Linked DNA regions of Mus musculus: regions 1 and 2 are each linked to region 3. The links are chromatin contacts, called in public ChIA-PET and Hi-C maps. All regions are on one chromosome and are shown on one strand. The core of a region is the stretch at or near the end of the contact, and the rest is flanking DNA. Distances in the headings are between cores, read along the strand shown.

Region 1 (2,700 bases), core at 16-2,515, 240 kb before region 3:
TTCAGGGAAAACGGATCCCATCTCTTTGTTCTTCGGGCTGCAGAAAAGGAAAACTAATGGCACCCACTTCTTTCAGTTCTAATGAGATGGATGAACAGATACGAACCACACTGGACAGCAAGCTTTGTAAGTGCTCAGTGTTGGACATAGGCTTAGTAGAGTTAGAATGATGGGGGGAGACAAGGTTACAGAGTAAACTAGCGGGTGGGTAACATCTTCAAGACTAAGACTGAAACAAAGTAACGGGAGGACTAGACCCGGAAGATGCTTGTCTGCCCACAGCCTCCTACACCACCACGGAGGGGACTGACCCTTTGTTTTCTATGAAACAGTTGTTCTTGGCTTCACTTTAGGGGAAGCACGTGGCTCAGTGTAGGATGAGACTGATTTTGGCAACTGAATGGAACATTAGCATGTTAAGGCTGATTATGAAAAACAATGGCAAGAAGGGCCATTGATTAAAACATCCTAATACAATACAATACAATACAATACAATACAATACAATACAATACAAGAAAAGCGATTGTTCAGCGGCGAATGCCATTTTTTATGTTCAGATAAGCTCTTCTGTTCATTCATGGGAATAATAAGGATTTTGGCAAATATTATAATGCTTTCAATTTGAGAAGAGCTTAGAATTTGCATTACTTTGCATACTAATGAGAATTTTTACTATTGTATAGAACCATATGTATGCATTTATATGTGCCATATTTTGGTGTTCCAATTAACTTATGTATAATGATGTCAGTAGTGATTTTATGTGCTTAGAATTTTTTGGCAAAAATTTCAGTTTCATGGGACTGATTTTTTTTTTTATTGTGCAGCCTAATTAATCACTAGTGTTGAGAAAAAAATCAAAACTTCAAACTTAATAAACATGCAGTTACGATCAGGCAGTTTTGGAGAAAACATACTGAGGAAGGACATACAAAATTAATCCCTGTTGAAATAATAATTTTATAATAATAGGACCTATAAAAGAAGCCATGTAAGTATCTGGTACTACTACAGTCAATTTCTGAGAGATACAGTATACACAAATCTGTCTAGGGAGAGTAAAATTGTTATTTTTAGCTTATAAACTTCTCAGGGAGAAAACGGTTTAAATAATAAAGCACTCTTTTCCCAAAACGCAAATGAATGAATTGATAGATGTTAATATAAAAGCAAAACAAAACCTTAGGTTTTCTACCTACACGCCACTCGAATACAAACCTCCTAAATTTGTTCACTGAGCAAACCCTGGGAATCCAGACGGTGGCGCTGTTCTCACGGAGGAGAGCAGGCTACAACTCTTTCTACTGCGTTCTCTCTTTACTCTTTATCTACAAATTAAGCTGTTAAACAACAAAACAAAATAATCCAACTTCCATTTGTAGCTTCCTTTTCAACTGATGCTTTTTAAACGTTCGGTTATTTCGATCTGCAGTGATTGGTCGGCAGTGTACTCAGCAAAAGGACCGTGTGGCGTGATTCTGATGGTGGGTAGCGATATGAAAATACAGGCGCTGCTCTTTGTATCTGAACAAAGATAAGGAGAAGCCTTCGAAGATGCAAAAAAAAAAAAAAAAAAAAAAAAGACCTGCAGAAAAAATATGAAGGGTTGAGACAAACAATTACCAACGTGCTTAAAATAGAAACGCGCTGAGGCCACAAGGAAGAGGGTTAGGCAGCTGGGTGAACGCGGTTACCTGAAACCACGTGGCTGCAGCTGCTGGCCTGTCACTCTGCTTTTAGCCTCTTTGGTGTCAAAGTCTACGCAGAGAAAAGTAAACGCTTGCATGTTTTATTCTCAGAAGTGACTCCTTAAAAGTCGGAAATTTCCCTTTCTATAAAATGTCCTTTTCCTTTTCCTGCTTTGTTTGGAACGGTGGCGTATCTGCAATCCCTACACTCTGCCAGGAAGTTGAGTTGTATTGTCAAAAGGTTGAGGCCAGTCTGGGGTACTAAAAACTGGTATCTGTAAAAAAAGGTATTTTTGCAGATTTTTTTTTGTTTCATATCGCTTATGTGGGTTGTTTTTTTTTTTGTTTTGTTTTGTTTTTGTTTGTTACTTTCTCTTACTGACCTTTTGTTTATATATTATAGTTTTTTATTTTTTTGTTTTTAATAAGGTTGTGTGTGCGCGTGTGTTGTGCTTTTTCCCTTTTTAAATTTTTACATTCTGGTATTTTTTTTTGGGAGGGTTGCCTGTTTGTTTTCTAAAAAGAGAGCGAGAAAGGGGTCTGAGTTTGGTGGGTGGGGAGTTGGGGGGGGCTGGGAGGAACTGGAGGAGAGGAAACACTGATCAGAATACATTGTATGTAAAATAATTTCAAAAAATACATATGCAAAAAAGAAAAACCTATTGCCACAAAGGCTGCCAAAGAATTCAATAATTTAATAATATTCAGATAGCACTCTTGACAAATCTGGCTACTTAAGGGGAAGGTATTAACAGGGAATTATTTGAATTAGGTAAAATGTTTCTTAGACCAGAATTAAAGCAGTTTCTGTGAATGGAAGGCTGTGTCTCTAACATGAGTGGTTTTCCCTGCTATTCCTTGCACAGTAAAAGTAGTGTCTGATTGTCCCTGGAAACCAGTTATTCCTTCTCTGAAGATCAGAGCCATGCTACCCATCCTCAACTGAAATGTCCACATCCATTTGTGAACTACTTTTTGTTTCTTAGTAGTGTAGACAATATTGTGAACT
Region 2 (2,700 bases), core at 56-2,555, 210 kb before region 3:
GCTAACTGGTTTTGTGTGTCAACTTGATACAACCTAGAGTTTGCACAGAGAAAGGATCTTCAGTTGAGGAAATACCTCCATGAGCTCAAGCTGTAAGGCATGTTCTCAATGAATGATCAAGGCAGGCAGGGGAGGGCCCATCCCTGGGCTGGTGGTCCTGGGTTCTAGAAGAATGCAAGCTGAGCAAGCCATGAGGAGCAAGCAAGCCAGTAAGCAGCACCCCTCCATGGCCTCTGCATCAGCTCCTGCCTCCAGGTTTCTGCCCTGCTTGAGTTCCTGTCCTGACTTCCTTTGGTGATGAGCAGCAATGTGGAAGTGTATGCTGAACAAACCCTTTCCTCCTGAACCTGCTTTTTTTGGTGATGTTGTTTTGTCACAGCAACAAAACCCTGAGACTGGGATGATGTTTGAGGTGGGAAAAGAAGCATCAGACAATGACCAGTAAAGATTCCCACTTCCCTTTCTGCACAGCTTTAAAGTAACTATGGGAGAACACTGCGGACTCACTCCCACTGAATGTACTGCCTGTTAAATGAGTTCACTAACCATAAAAGGACTGATGTCTGCCACTTTCTGCTCAGAGACTTCCTTTACTCACTCCCTATCTCCACATAGAGGCCAAACGCAGGCAGGAAAGAGAAGTGTGCCTCGGGACCAAAGAGGACTGCATCACTAGTCCATTTTAAAAGCTGTCGCACGTAAAAACATGGTACAAGTAGCTGGTTTTGCATGGCTTCAGTTGCAAGCCCAACACCATGGAAGTGCAGGAGGCACAGTCAATGGGCGCAGGCATGGGGGAGGTGTGACCTTCCCCGTGGGCCTTTCCCAGGAGCATAGTCCAGCAGGTACAGGGGAAAGAACAGCCAGCAATGGCAAGCAGAGAATCCGCTATTTGCCACCGTTCCTCCTCAAGATGTTTGGTTCGTTGGGTTCTAATCCCAGGGTTAGGTTTGGTTAGGAGTGACAATACCATTCCCCGGTTCTGCATGGAATAAGTTCAAGGAGGAAGCTTCTCCTAGGAGGGCAAGTGCACTGTTCCCTGCTCCTGGAGGGGGCGGGGCTGACTGTTCCCTGCTCCTGGAGGAGGCGGGGCTGACTGAGGCTTCCGGAAGTGCTCCTTGTGGTCGGAGAGGGGACCGGCAGATGGGCATGCTCCCTTCTGAGTGCTGCTTTGAGATGTTCAGTCGGGTATCCCAACCTTGAGTAAGGTTCTTCTCAAAGCCCAGAGGAGCTGTACCTGGGGATGCTGGTGCGCCTGTAGGGGAGCCACGAGCTTGCTGCATGGGACAGACAGAGAAACCAACATCCGGGAAAGACAGACGGTGGCGGTGGTGCAAGATGTCGAGAAAGTAAAAGTAATTTCCTCATTGGCACAGCAAACAGCTCCGAGGGGGATGGGAGTCTCCGGAGGTGTCTGGCCTTTCATGGAGCCTTGGGGTCCTCACCTTTGTTGGGATTCAGACCCGGGACAAACAGCTGAGGTGAATATTTAACATACCAAAGTAGACTTGGCTTCCAGGTTCTCCCAGCATTCCTCAGTCCCTCCCTAGCAGACCCTGAACTTTTCAGCCACAGAACTGTGTGAGGCAGCTCTATTTTGGACCAAGAAAGACTCTCCTTCTCTACAGATGAGTTGGAGATGCACACTTTGTAGAAAAGCCTTGAAGACACTAAAATAGGGGGAAGGCATGGGCACTGGCAGTTTTTCGGTGACCTTCCAGTGGAACACTACACAGCCTTGCAAATTTATTTTAAAAAGACCTATGGCAGGTGGATAAAATAATAGCCATAGCAGGCAGTGGTGGTGCACACCTTTAATCCCAGCACTTGGGAGGCAGAGGCAGGTGGATCTCTGAGTTTGAGGCCAGCCTGGTCTACAGAGTGAGTTCCAGGACAGCCAGGACTACACAGAGAAACCCTGTCTGAAAAAGCAAAAACAAAAAAAGAAAAAAAAAAAAGATAGTCATGAGCTACTAAAGTAGCCACCCAGGTATAGTCTCTTCATCACAGGCCTCTGCTCCCTGAAGCTTGCCCACGGCTGTTACAGACCACAGGCTAATAATGGGCTCCTCACAGCACGGCCTTGCCCAGAATCTCACAGAGAGGGACGGTGTGCCAAGGACCTTAAACTACTGACTACTGACACTCCGAGAGCAGACACTTGGGCACAGGCTTCTGAGCTGACCTCCCCTAGACACATCCCAGGCTGCACCAGTGCAGCAGCAAGCATGCCCGGGACTGTTTTCAATCCAGGAGCAACAGTTTTATGTACACCAAGTGACAACCCAAGGTCCAGCAGAACAGAATCCCAGAGGGCAGGATGACCTGAGAAGAAAAGCTTCCCTGAGCTGACAGGATTTTAATGCCCCATTTCATGGCTATATAAGGAAGCCATGGGTCCTTCTTCTCAAGCTGTCAGTGTACGGCAGTGCAGTAGAGTTTCCTCAACAAAACAGAATTAAACTTCTCTGTCCTCTCTGAACACTGTGACTGAGTCCCTCTACTTTGGCAAGGCAATGTTGCCCTGGCCTGCCTCGAAAGATCATGCTGGAGACTGCTGGCCATTTGACAGTAATGACAGTAATGACAGTAAGGAGCTAACGCCTGCAAAGCTCGCCCAAGAAAACTGGCCTAGAGCCAACCTTACAGGCCTGTAACCTGTGCCCTAGTTCCAAAGGCAGGTCACTAATCTTGTTTAGG
Region 3 (2,787 bases), core at 237-2,736:
CATTACTTTTCAAACTCAGGCACAATTTCTTCTGATAGTTTCTCGCTTGAATTGTTGTTTCTGTTAATAATTCATTCCCCACTCCCTCTTTGTTAGTAGTTCTAATACTCTATTCTCGGCCTGTCCCCTACAAAGAATAGAAACCAGTATGAACCAGATCTTCAGGTAGGGTTTAATTAGTACAATGAGTGGGTTTTTTTTTTTTCATGCCTTCAGAGAAGAAAAGGCAGAAAAGAAACACTGATTTTAAAACTACACTATAAGTTCATAAGCATAACAACAATGGCCGTTCTATTCTTTGAAGCAATGGATTTTTTTTTTAATTTAAAATATTTTAAATATGTTTCCTTATCGATCTACTGGATGAGGGAGGCCTGTACAGCATAGGGCACATGCAGAAGTTAGAGGACAACTTGTGATGATGGGTCTTCCTTCTGCCATGCGGGCTCCAGAGGGTTGACTTCAGGTCACCAGCCTTAGTGTCCTTTACTTTCTGACTTGTCTTGCTGGTCCTGTGGCAATTTTTCTTGTACTTCAGGGTTAAAATGTCCTTCTTTCCTTGGCTTATAATTTACTTTTCTAGGACACTGTTCCATAAACACAATAGGAAGTCCCCCCCCCCCCATTATGTTTCTGTGCTGACCCCAAATAGCCTCTAGCAAGGCTCAAAACAAAGACACTCGGACTAAAGTTCCATACCACCAAATGGAAATTAGCTTACTCTATGACCACCTTGAGAAGTCAGGAGGGACGTGACAGCCATGTTGAACAAATGGGCCACTTTCTTTCAGTGTGACAGTGATGTTCTTCTTCCCTTCACTCTGACACACAAAGACTAATGGAAATGACACGGTGGTAGCCAGTCTTCTGTGGCTCTACTGATCTTCCCGGTTTCCACGAATTACAAAGAAAGAACAGAAACGATGTTTTTCTTAGTCTCTGCTTACTTCATCCTTTGCTGCCGGTGAAGCCGACCTCTGCTTCTCACCCCATTGGAATTCTGTCCACCTGATGGCATAAGGGGTGAGAAGCAGAGGTCGGCTTCACTGGGGGTCTGTATCCACTCACACCCCCAGAGAAAGCTAACTAAGATTGGTAGATTTAAAGGGATTTGCTGTTCGCGCCTTTTGACAGCGGCATGGGCTGGATCATCTTTGTTGCAGCGGATCTTGGTGGAAAGATTTGTCTTCAACAGTGGAGTCTGACCCTTCATCCTCCTCATTACGAGGTGGCACTCTTTAAACACCTTTCCTCCATGGTCCCTTGGCCTCTGGGGTTGAGAGTTCCAACATGGAGCCCTGTGCATTACAGTCTTGACAGCGCTCCTGATGGCTGCCCGGAGCCGGAGTTCTGTGCAACCAGGCCAGGGTGCACTTAGCATTTTGGTGTGCTTACACCAATTTCCCCTTGCACGGTTTAGTAACTGCGAGAACTGAAACACTTCCCCTGACTCTCCACATCAAAGTAGGGGGTGCTTCTAGCAGGAAGTAGGGTACAGTGTGCTTATCTGCATGCTGGGGTACAAGACGTGGAGGTCAGGGCCAGAGAGCTAAGGCTAGGCTTGGCTGTCTAGATACACACGCTGCACAGAATTAAGTGAAAAACAAAACAAAATCCCCCAGATCTGCATAGAAAGCTTAAGACCGCAATGGCTTATGTCTACTGATGCTATTCAAGGAATACATTAGATTGCCCCTGCATGATGAGCACCCACCATGCTCAGGCATTCACAGGAGCAGGCAGGCCCAGGTGCTTCAGAACTCCAGTGCGAACTGCGCATGCCCAGAACTCAAGCTTGTGTATCGCGCTGGTTCTTGCTTCTAGGATGAGCCTCCCCTTTTGCCGAAGTCTCGGCTTTGGCCACAGCCGGATTCTCTATTGCTCTCCCGTTTGGCGCCCCTGGGTTCCTGTCCAAATCTATTTTGGCAGTCATTTCTGTGGAGACAGGACTGTCTGTGTTGTTCAATGCTATATCTGTAACTATTAGCCTTTGGCAGAGAAGAATGTAAGAGCATGTTTAACAAATGATACGTGGAATTCTAGAAAGTGCTATTGGACGTAAGCAGCTTCCAAGAGATATTCTTGCATTTAGTAAGGTCAACATACTAGGAAAGGGGTTGTGTGGGTGGAGTGGGGGACGGGGCGGGGGGGGGGGAGACTAGGATACTTGAGAGCATTAGCAGAAACACACTGTAAATTTACAACTACAAAGGAAAACAAACAAATATGAAGGCTCATAACGCCTGATTTAGAAAATGGTTCTATTATACATAATGTTTCAAAAAAAATACAAATACAAACCTTGGTGTGCAGTTTAGCACTGAATTTAGGAAAAGAAATTGAATGGAAGACTCCATGCAAAAGCATCACACAATAAAAACTGAGCAAATATTGCAATTTTTCTCAAAGCAAACTTTGATGACGACTATTTCTTGTCTATTAATTGGTCTAGTGTCTAACGAAAGCAAGGCCAGGAAAGTTACCCTGTCCCATATTTTTAGAAGCACTTAAGTGACCTACCTAGTCTGACAGCGCCTTGAGAGCTAGGCCACGTCCAGAACGTTTTGTATCTTTGTGGAGCGTTTGATACATTCTTGCCACCCGCTCCTTTCTTTTAAGGAATCCTGCAGATCAAGTGTCCAGCCACAGTGGGATACTTGTTCTAAAGCAATCATCAGCCAGGTTAAGACAACATGAAAAGTATTTCTAAGTTTGCCAAGAGTTTGTTCCCACACTTCAGCCCAGATAATTTCTTTTGCTCCTTGTAGATGGTAGAGGCAAGTCTCT

What was found. Hi-C and Micro-C count contacts between places; a contact is called where the count stands out from the background. ChIA-PET counts read pairs in DNA pulled down with a chosen protein or histone mark.
Region 1: a Hi-C map of double positive thymocytes shows a contact between it and region 3, with 2.4 times the contacts expected there. The contact joins two enhancer-like sites. A contact is called at or near these places in 6 of 484 Hi-C or Micro-C datasets (CD4 T cells, double positive thymocytes, embryonic stem cells and 2 more) and 3 of 115 datasets of contacts at active chromatin or transcription factors (bone marrow-derived dendritic cells, bone marrow-derived macrophages and memory CD8 T cells).
Region 2: an RNA polymerase II ChIA-PET map of memory CD8 T cells shows a contact between it and region 3, with 17 read pairs. The contact joins two enhancer-like sites. A contact is called at or near these places in 1 of 484 Hi-C or Micro-C datasets (B cells), 1 of 115 datasets of contacts at active chromatin or transcription factors (memory CD8 T cells) and 1 of 9 other capture datasets (liver).

What each region holds. Positions count from the first base shown.
Region 1 is chr15:96,541,981-96,544,680 of GRCm38.p6, forward strand. No RefSeq gene overlaps it. Among named protein-coding and RNA genes, the nearest start is that of Gm32406, 36 kb to the left of the region's middle. Within about 2 kb of position 1,266, at least 101 of the 459 cell types and tissues checked have an H3K27ac peak or open chromatin away from gene starts, as enhancers often do. A contact at or near this core is called in double positive thymocytes and memory CD8 T cells, where this site is marked.
Region 2 is chr15:96,565,851-96,568,550 of GRCm38.p6, forward strand. No RefSeq gene overlaps it. Among named protein-coding and RNA genes, the nearest start is that of Gm32457, 15 kb to the right of the region's middle. Within about 2 kb of position 1,306, at least 105 of the 459 cell types and tissues checked have an H3K27ac peak or open chromatin away from gene starts, as enhancers often do. A contact at or near this core is called in memory CD8 T cells, where this site is marked.
Region 3 is chr15:96,776,980-96,779,766 of GRCm38.p6, forward strand. No RefSeq gene overlaps it. Among named protein-coding and RNA genes, the nearest start is that of Gm32564, 40 kb to the right of the region's middle. Within about 2 kb of position 1,487, at least 72 of the 459 cell types and tissues checked have an H3K27ac peak or open chromatin away from gene starts, as enhancers often do. A contact at or near this core is called in double positive thymocytes and memory CD8 T cells, where this site is marked.